Linked DNA regions of Mus musculus: region 1 is linked to region 2. A link is a contact called in public promoter capture Hi-C data. All regions are on one chromosome and are shown on one strand. Each heading gives the region's core, a stretch centred on a gene start, on an enhancer-like site or on the middle of the called end of the contact. The rest is flanking DNA. Distances are from core to core; before and after follow the strand shown.

What was found. Capture Hi-C pulls out chosen DNA fragments and counts their contacts.
Region 1: a promoter capture Hi-C map of liver shows a contact between it and region 2, with 4 times the contacts expected there. The contact joins two enhancer-like sites. A contact is called at or near these places in 4 of 39 promoter capture datasets (hippocampal neurons, liver, pre-B cells and 1 more), 3 of 115 datasets of contacts at active chromatin or transcription factors (embryonic forebrain, embryonic stem cells and large pre-B cells) and 2 of 9 other capture datasets (adipose tissue and liver).

The regions. Positions count from the first base shown.
Region 1 is chr7:19,010,949-19,014,045 of GRCm38.p6, forward strand. Foxa3 (forkhead box A3) reads right to left here. Exons shown (of 2, transcript NM_008260.2): 2 at 2,335-3,097. Among named protein-coding and RNA genes, the nearest start is that of Irf2bp1, 8.4 kb to the left of the region's middle. Within about 2 kb of position 1,568, at least 134 of the 459 cell types and tissues checked have an H3K27ac peak or open chromatin away from gene starts, as enhancers often do. A contact at or near this core is called in liver, where this site is marked.
Region 2 is chr7:16,836,186-16,839,295 of GRCm38.p6, forward strand. Strn4 (striatin, calmodulin binding protein 4) reads left to right here. Exons shown (of 18, transcript NM_133789.3): 13 at 1,377-1,547; 14 at 1,664-1,804; 15 at 2,085-2,183; 16 at 2,378-2,464. Among named protein-coding and RNA genes, the nearest start is that of Prkd2, 5.2 kb to the right of the region's middle. Within about 2 kb of position 1,351, at least 12 of the 459 cell types and tissues checked have an H3K27ac peak or open chromatin away from gene starts, as enhancers often do. A contact at or near this core is called in liver, where this site is marked.

The DNA.
Region 1 (3,097 bases), core at 318-2,817, 2.2 Mb after region 2:
TAAAGATGCCCAGTGACAGACACAATGACAAGTGACAGACAGTGACCAAGATACGGAAGCACACACGTATGCTAAAAGACACCCGTCACAGAACAGCAGAGAAATATAAAAATGACACTAAGAAAGGTAAAGAGCTGTATGACAAACATGACCAGAACACACACATACATATACTCACATGCATACACTCACATACATACATATACATACACACATATACACACATGCATACATACACACACACATACACTCAGATACATACACACATACATATATACATATATGTATATATACACATACATACACACATATACTCACATGCATATATTTATACAATACATACACACACATACACATACATACACACACACCTGTAAACTTTTGTGGGTGAGGCTCCTACCATTCCAAACTGTGGCAGGAAGTGGGGGGCTATTCTCTAGAACAGTGGAGGTCCAAGGCACTGAGTCAGAGCCAGAGGGCCTTCCTGGGACCCCCACCCCCATCCCCACCCCAGTTGTGTGACCTTAATCGTCAAACCAGCTCCATGCCTCAGTTTTTGCCTGTAATAAAGTGAGGGTCCCTAAAAAGGAATTATTCAATTACTCATTACTTGTCAAGTTTTCTTGTTTGTTTAAGAGACAGACACACTATGTAGCTATGTAGCCTAGGTTGGCCCCCAAACAGTCCTGCCTCTGCTTCCCGAGTGCTGAGACCACAGATGTGGGTTACTAGGCCCAACAGCTGGGGCCACTTCTATAGTCATTACCTCATCTCAAAGCGTATATAGCTCCGTGCTCAAGCTGGGACCCAGGCCCCTAGCCTCGGTTTCCTGCCCACAGGTCTTTTCCTTAATGTCATGTCAACCCCACAACCCAGCCCACTCTATGTCCCCCCCACCCCAGTGACCCATCCCTCATCGCGTCCTCCTGTCTGTCCACACGTCCCACGTCTGATGTTGGTACTTTTCCACGTTGGACACCAGCCGGCTGTCCGGGGGGGGGGGGGGGGTCACACCTGCCCACGCCAGGCAAGGCCAGGCGAGCTGGTGGCCACCAGAAACCCCGACAGATGGCCCCACCCTCCCCTAAGGACCCTACAACAACACCCCGCCTCTCAGGCCACCTGAGGTCCCCAGTGGGGCAGCCTGAGGCCCGAGCCTGGGGACAGGAAGCCCAAGGCCTGGCTACCCTGAAAGCCTCTTTCAACCTGAGCCTCCTCCCGCCGCCACCGACTCCTCCTGCGGAATAATATTTGGGCTGTTGGCCCGGTTTGGGGGGGGGGGGAGCGGCGGGGGCCAGATCCGGAGGCCGCCGGGGAGAAGCCAGAAACCGCAGGGCTTCCTGCCTCGGGCCGGCGACCCCCAGGCCCGGGGGAGGGCCGGAGCCCGGGGAGACTGAGGGCCTTTCTCTCGGCCCCAGTTGTTTTTTCCAGGAACCGGGAGGAATTCCCCAGGACAGCCAGCCTGGTGGGACGGCTGACAACTGGGAGCCAGCAAGGCAGGGGGCGGGGGTGACACGCGGCCCGGGCAAGGCGGGACTGCGACAGAAATAGAGGGACCCGCCTGCCAGGCGGCAGGTAGAGGCGGAAACTCTGAACTGGGAGAGGGAGGCCAAAGAAGAGAGCCAAGGAGGGGCCAGAGTGTGGGTGACTAGAAAGACTGACAGAGTGGACCTAGCTCCATAGGTAAGTGATTGCTATAGCGTACTCCAGTTGCTGGGTTCCAGCCCCAGCACCGAATACACCAGAATAAATCAGTATAGACCAGGTGTACATCCCTGTAATCCTCGAAAGAAGACAGAGGCAGGGGGATTGCCATGAGTTTGAGCACCCCAGAGTATGAGACCTTCTTTCAAAAATAAATAAAATAAAGGTCTCTCTCTCTCTCTCTCTCTCTCTCTCTGTCTCCTTTCTCTCTCCCTCCCCCCTTCAAATCTTGCATTCTTTTCCCTTCTTCCCCCAAATTGAATAGCCTATAGTTTCTGTAGGTTTCTATAGCCCTAAAGCTTCAGGTGTGTATGTGTGTGTGCGTGTGTGTGTGTGTGTGTGTGTGTGTGTGTGTCTGCAAGGTGGGGGAGGGGTGATGGCCTTGGTCACTGCAAAGCCACCTCCCCCCTGGCTGCTCTGGCCCCACTACTGTGCGGGGGCTGCTATCTATGAACAAACTGTCCTTGGGGTCAGGGACAACAAAGAGCCAAAGGTCACATTGCTGCTTTTCCCCCCCAGCCCTTCCCCCACAGAGGCCACCAGCTCCCTGGGATAGGAAGAAGGGCATAGAGGAACACACATTTAGGTGTTTGAGCCTCACAGGGTCCACCAAGAAAAAGACACTAAGAGATGGAGATGGTGCCTTTTTAATGGCCAAACACAGGCAGTATTCCCAAGCCCCAGACAAGAACTTGACCTCAGTAGGAACTCCCGACACCCACACTAGCCCTTTCTCACAGACAGGGTGGGGATGGGCTTCAGAGAAAACTCATAGGGTCTGCTCACCTCTTCCCCTCACCCAACCTCCACCAAGGAGATGGTGATGGCAGGCCTGTGGTAACCATCTATCTTGGTGCATAGCAGCATGCTGAGATGTCACCTTGCCAATACAGTGACCTTCCATGCATCCAGAATGTCAAAAAAGACACCATGTGATATGGTGGCCAATTTGGCATCTGCTGAACCAAGAAGTCTGCCAAAAAAGAAAAAAAAAAGAAAAAAGGAAAAGAAAAAAAGAAAAAGAAAAAGAAAAAGAAGAGGAAAAAAAAGAGGCGATCCCAGGATAAAATGAGCCAAAGAAGATGTGTTCTGTCACATACTCAAAAGGTCAATCAAGATGTCCAACACATCATCCAAAGGACCAGACATGTGTCATCCAACATCACGACCATCAGGCACCCAGTGGATCAATCACCCAATGGCTTCACTTAATATGGCAGCTTTCATAGTACACCAGTCTAACTGCCTTCACAATATGTCCAACATGACCACCTTCGCAGCACTTCCAAACGCATCTGCCTTCCTAATACCCCAACCCTAGGCCTACCAAAGAGTCCATGGCAGTTACCACAGTAGCCAATGGGTCATATCACAGTAATAGACCAAATAAGAT
Region 2 (3,110 bases), core at 101-2,600:
AAGGAACATGAAGTTGCTTGGGCAGTAAGGAGGTGGGAAAATCTGGGGAGAGCTGGGGAGAGAAAGAGTGTGCTCACAATATAGTTTAAGAAAAAATTCTTTTAAGTATTTTTTTAAAACTTTTTAAAGTTCTTTTTCTTTTTAAGAGAGGGTAAGTACATTTTTAAAAAATGTCTTATAGGCTGCATGTAGTAATGTACACCTTTAATTCCAGCCCTTGAGGCAGAAGACAAGCAGAGCTCAGTGAGCCAGAACTGCTGAGTTCTTGGTCAGCTGGGGCTACACAGAAAGAAAGAGAGAGAGAGAGAGAGAGAGAGAGAGAGAGAGAGAGAGAGAGAGAGAGAGAGAGAGAGAGAGAAAGGAAGAAAGGAAAAGAAAGAAAGAAAGAAAGAAATGTCTTTATTATAGACTCCATCTCTGCTTAAGTAAAAAAGTTTTTTATTTTGTTTTGTTTTTTTGTTTGGGTTGGCTTCGTTTTTTGAGACAGTTTCTCCGTTTAGCCCCGTCTGTCCTGGAACTCATTCTGTAGCCCAGGCTGCCTTCAAACTCCACCTGCCTCTGCCTCCCTCCCTTAAAGGTGTGTGCTACCACCATTGGTAACCATAAAAGAATAAAATTAAATAAAAAAATTTTAAGTAGTTTTTTTTAATGTGAAGAGATACCCAGAGTTCCCTCCTACTCAGTGCCCTTGCCTAACTTGTTGGTGCTTAGTGAGCTCTTTTTACATGTATCTCTGTGTTACAGATGGTCGTGAGTAAAAGCAAATGCTCTTACCACTGAGCCATTTCTCCAACCCCACTCCCACCCCTCTTTTAAAAGATAGGATTTCACTGTGTTGTCTTTATGTAGACCCAGGTTGGCCTTAAACTCATAGAGATCCTCCTGCCTCTGCCTCCTGAGTGCTGTTTACTCTTGAACATGGCTTTGTGCTAAATTGGTTATGGCAGAATACAGAGTTGCATTTCCTGTCAAACTAATGATCATTTGGGAAGGTCAGGCATCAATCCTAAGTGGACTTCAGGTGTCAGCAGGACTTGACCCAGAACCATGTGAACTTAACAGCGAGAGAGACCACAGAAGGTCCTTTGAACAGCAGAGCCTGAGAAAGTAGAAGGGAAAGACATTGCAGGGACTAAAAGGGGAGCCGAGGCAGCTTTCCTTCGTGCTCCACTGGTCCCCTGAGCTGCTGACCTTGGCCCTGGAGAGACAGTGAACATGGAAGCCTCATTTTCTAAGCTCTTGAGCTGTTCCTGAGCCCTAGAGTCAGAGGAGCTTGTGGGCAGTGGCAGCCACCCAGGTCCCAGCAAAGATAAAGCCCTTGGGCCAATCAGTGTAGCTGGTGTCCCTGACAATCTATTTCCTCCCGGCCTGCCCAGACCCAAGTGTGCTGAGCCATGTCCTGGAAGGCCATGGGGATGCTGTGTGGGGTCTGGCCTTCAGTCCCACCTCCCAGCGCCTAGCATCCTGCTCTGCCGATGGCACCGTCCGCATCTGGGATCCCAGCAGCAGTGGTCCAAGCTGCCTCTGTACCTTCCCCATGGATGGAGGTGAGTTTTGACCCCAGTGTCTCACAAGCAGGATACAGAGCCCAGGACTCTGGTGGCTCCTGAGGAGGGCAGGACCAGCGCTCTGAGTAGCCTTCTCTCTTCCCCTGTACTCTCAGAACATGGAATTCCCACCTCAGTGGCCTTCACCAGCACTGAACCTGCCCATGTCGTGGCCTCCTTTCGTTCTGGTGATACCGTTCTTTATGACCTGGAAGCTGGCAGCGCCCTTCTCACATTGGAGTCTCGAGGGAGCAGTGGTAAGGGCCCTTAGCCAGGCAGGCCAGTAAGACTGGGGGCTGAGTGCCCATAGGACCCCAGTTCCTCCCGTGGTTCTGGGGACCTAGCCATCAGTGAGAAGAGAATGTTACCATATGCCACAAGCAGGAAGGAAGCAAGGCTCAGTGGTAGCCAGCTAGCTTGACACACAGGGCTGGGAGGCACGTTCCCAACTGCAGAAGTGGCCTGCCCCTCCTGCCTCTGTCCGGCCCTGCTTTCCCCTCAGGCCTGCCTCTCCCACTCTTCCCACTGACCCTCCAGGCCCAGCACAGATCAACCAGGTGGTGAGTCACCCAAGCCAGCCTCTCACCATCACTGCACACGACGACAGGGGCATCCGGTTCCTGGACAATCGAACAGGTGAGGCCCAGCCTTAATTGTCCCCTCGTTGTGTTTTTTGGGGGTACGGGCAGCATGGGACAGGGACATTCAAGACTACCAAACTCTGGTGTCTACCTTAGAGGTTTTCAGACTTCCCGCTCCCAGCCCCTCAGCTTCCCAAATAAGGCTAGTAGTTGTCGGGGACTCCCAGCCACTCTCTATCCTCTCTCCAGGTAAATCTGTGCATTCCATGGTGGCCCACCTGGATGCAGTCACCTGCCTAGCTGTGGACCCAAATGGCGTGTTCTTGATGTCAGGAAGTAAGTTGAGCGCCTCTTGCTGCTCCTTCCTCAGGAGGGTTGGAGGCAAAGAGAGGGGCTACAGCCATGTCAGGCAACTCTACTCTTGAGTGTGCTATAAGTTCCCACGTCGGCCTCATTGACTCTCCTTGGGAGCCCTGCCTGGGGGGAGAGAGGGGTTGCTCTTGTGTTGTAGGCATGTGGTGATGGGATCAGAGTTTGAGTACTTGATCCATCTCTGCTTTCAGATACAGGCTCAGCAGCCATCTACTCTAGAATGAGTAGATAGGGCCTTCAAACTAGTGTCAGCTGCAGCGAGGGTGTGCACATGTGTTTGTAGATGTGCAGGCAGTGGTAGTGGAGGCTGTGGGGAGGCTCGGGTGAATCAGCTTGCTCTGCCTGACGATGCCATGTACTGCTGGCTGAGCAGCCACGCCCAGGTCTCCTTATTCCCTACCCGATGGTATTAGGCCCAGTCCTGATAGCATCTTAAGATCTGAGGCTCTGCTTTCTGGGCTGAGTCCTGGAGCTGAGCTGACTTGAGGAGCAGAGCCTCAGGCCAGTCAGGCCCTCTCCTCTCATGCCCAACAGAGGCCCAGCCTAGGCTGCTCTGCTGCTGTGTCGTCCACCTCAGTTCCCACAGCCATCAGTCCTCACTGGCTGCCTG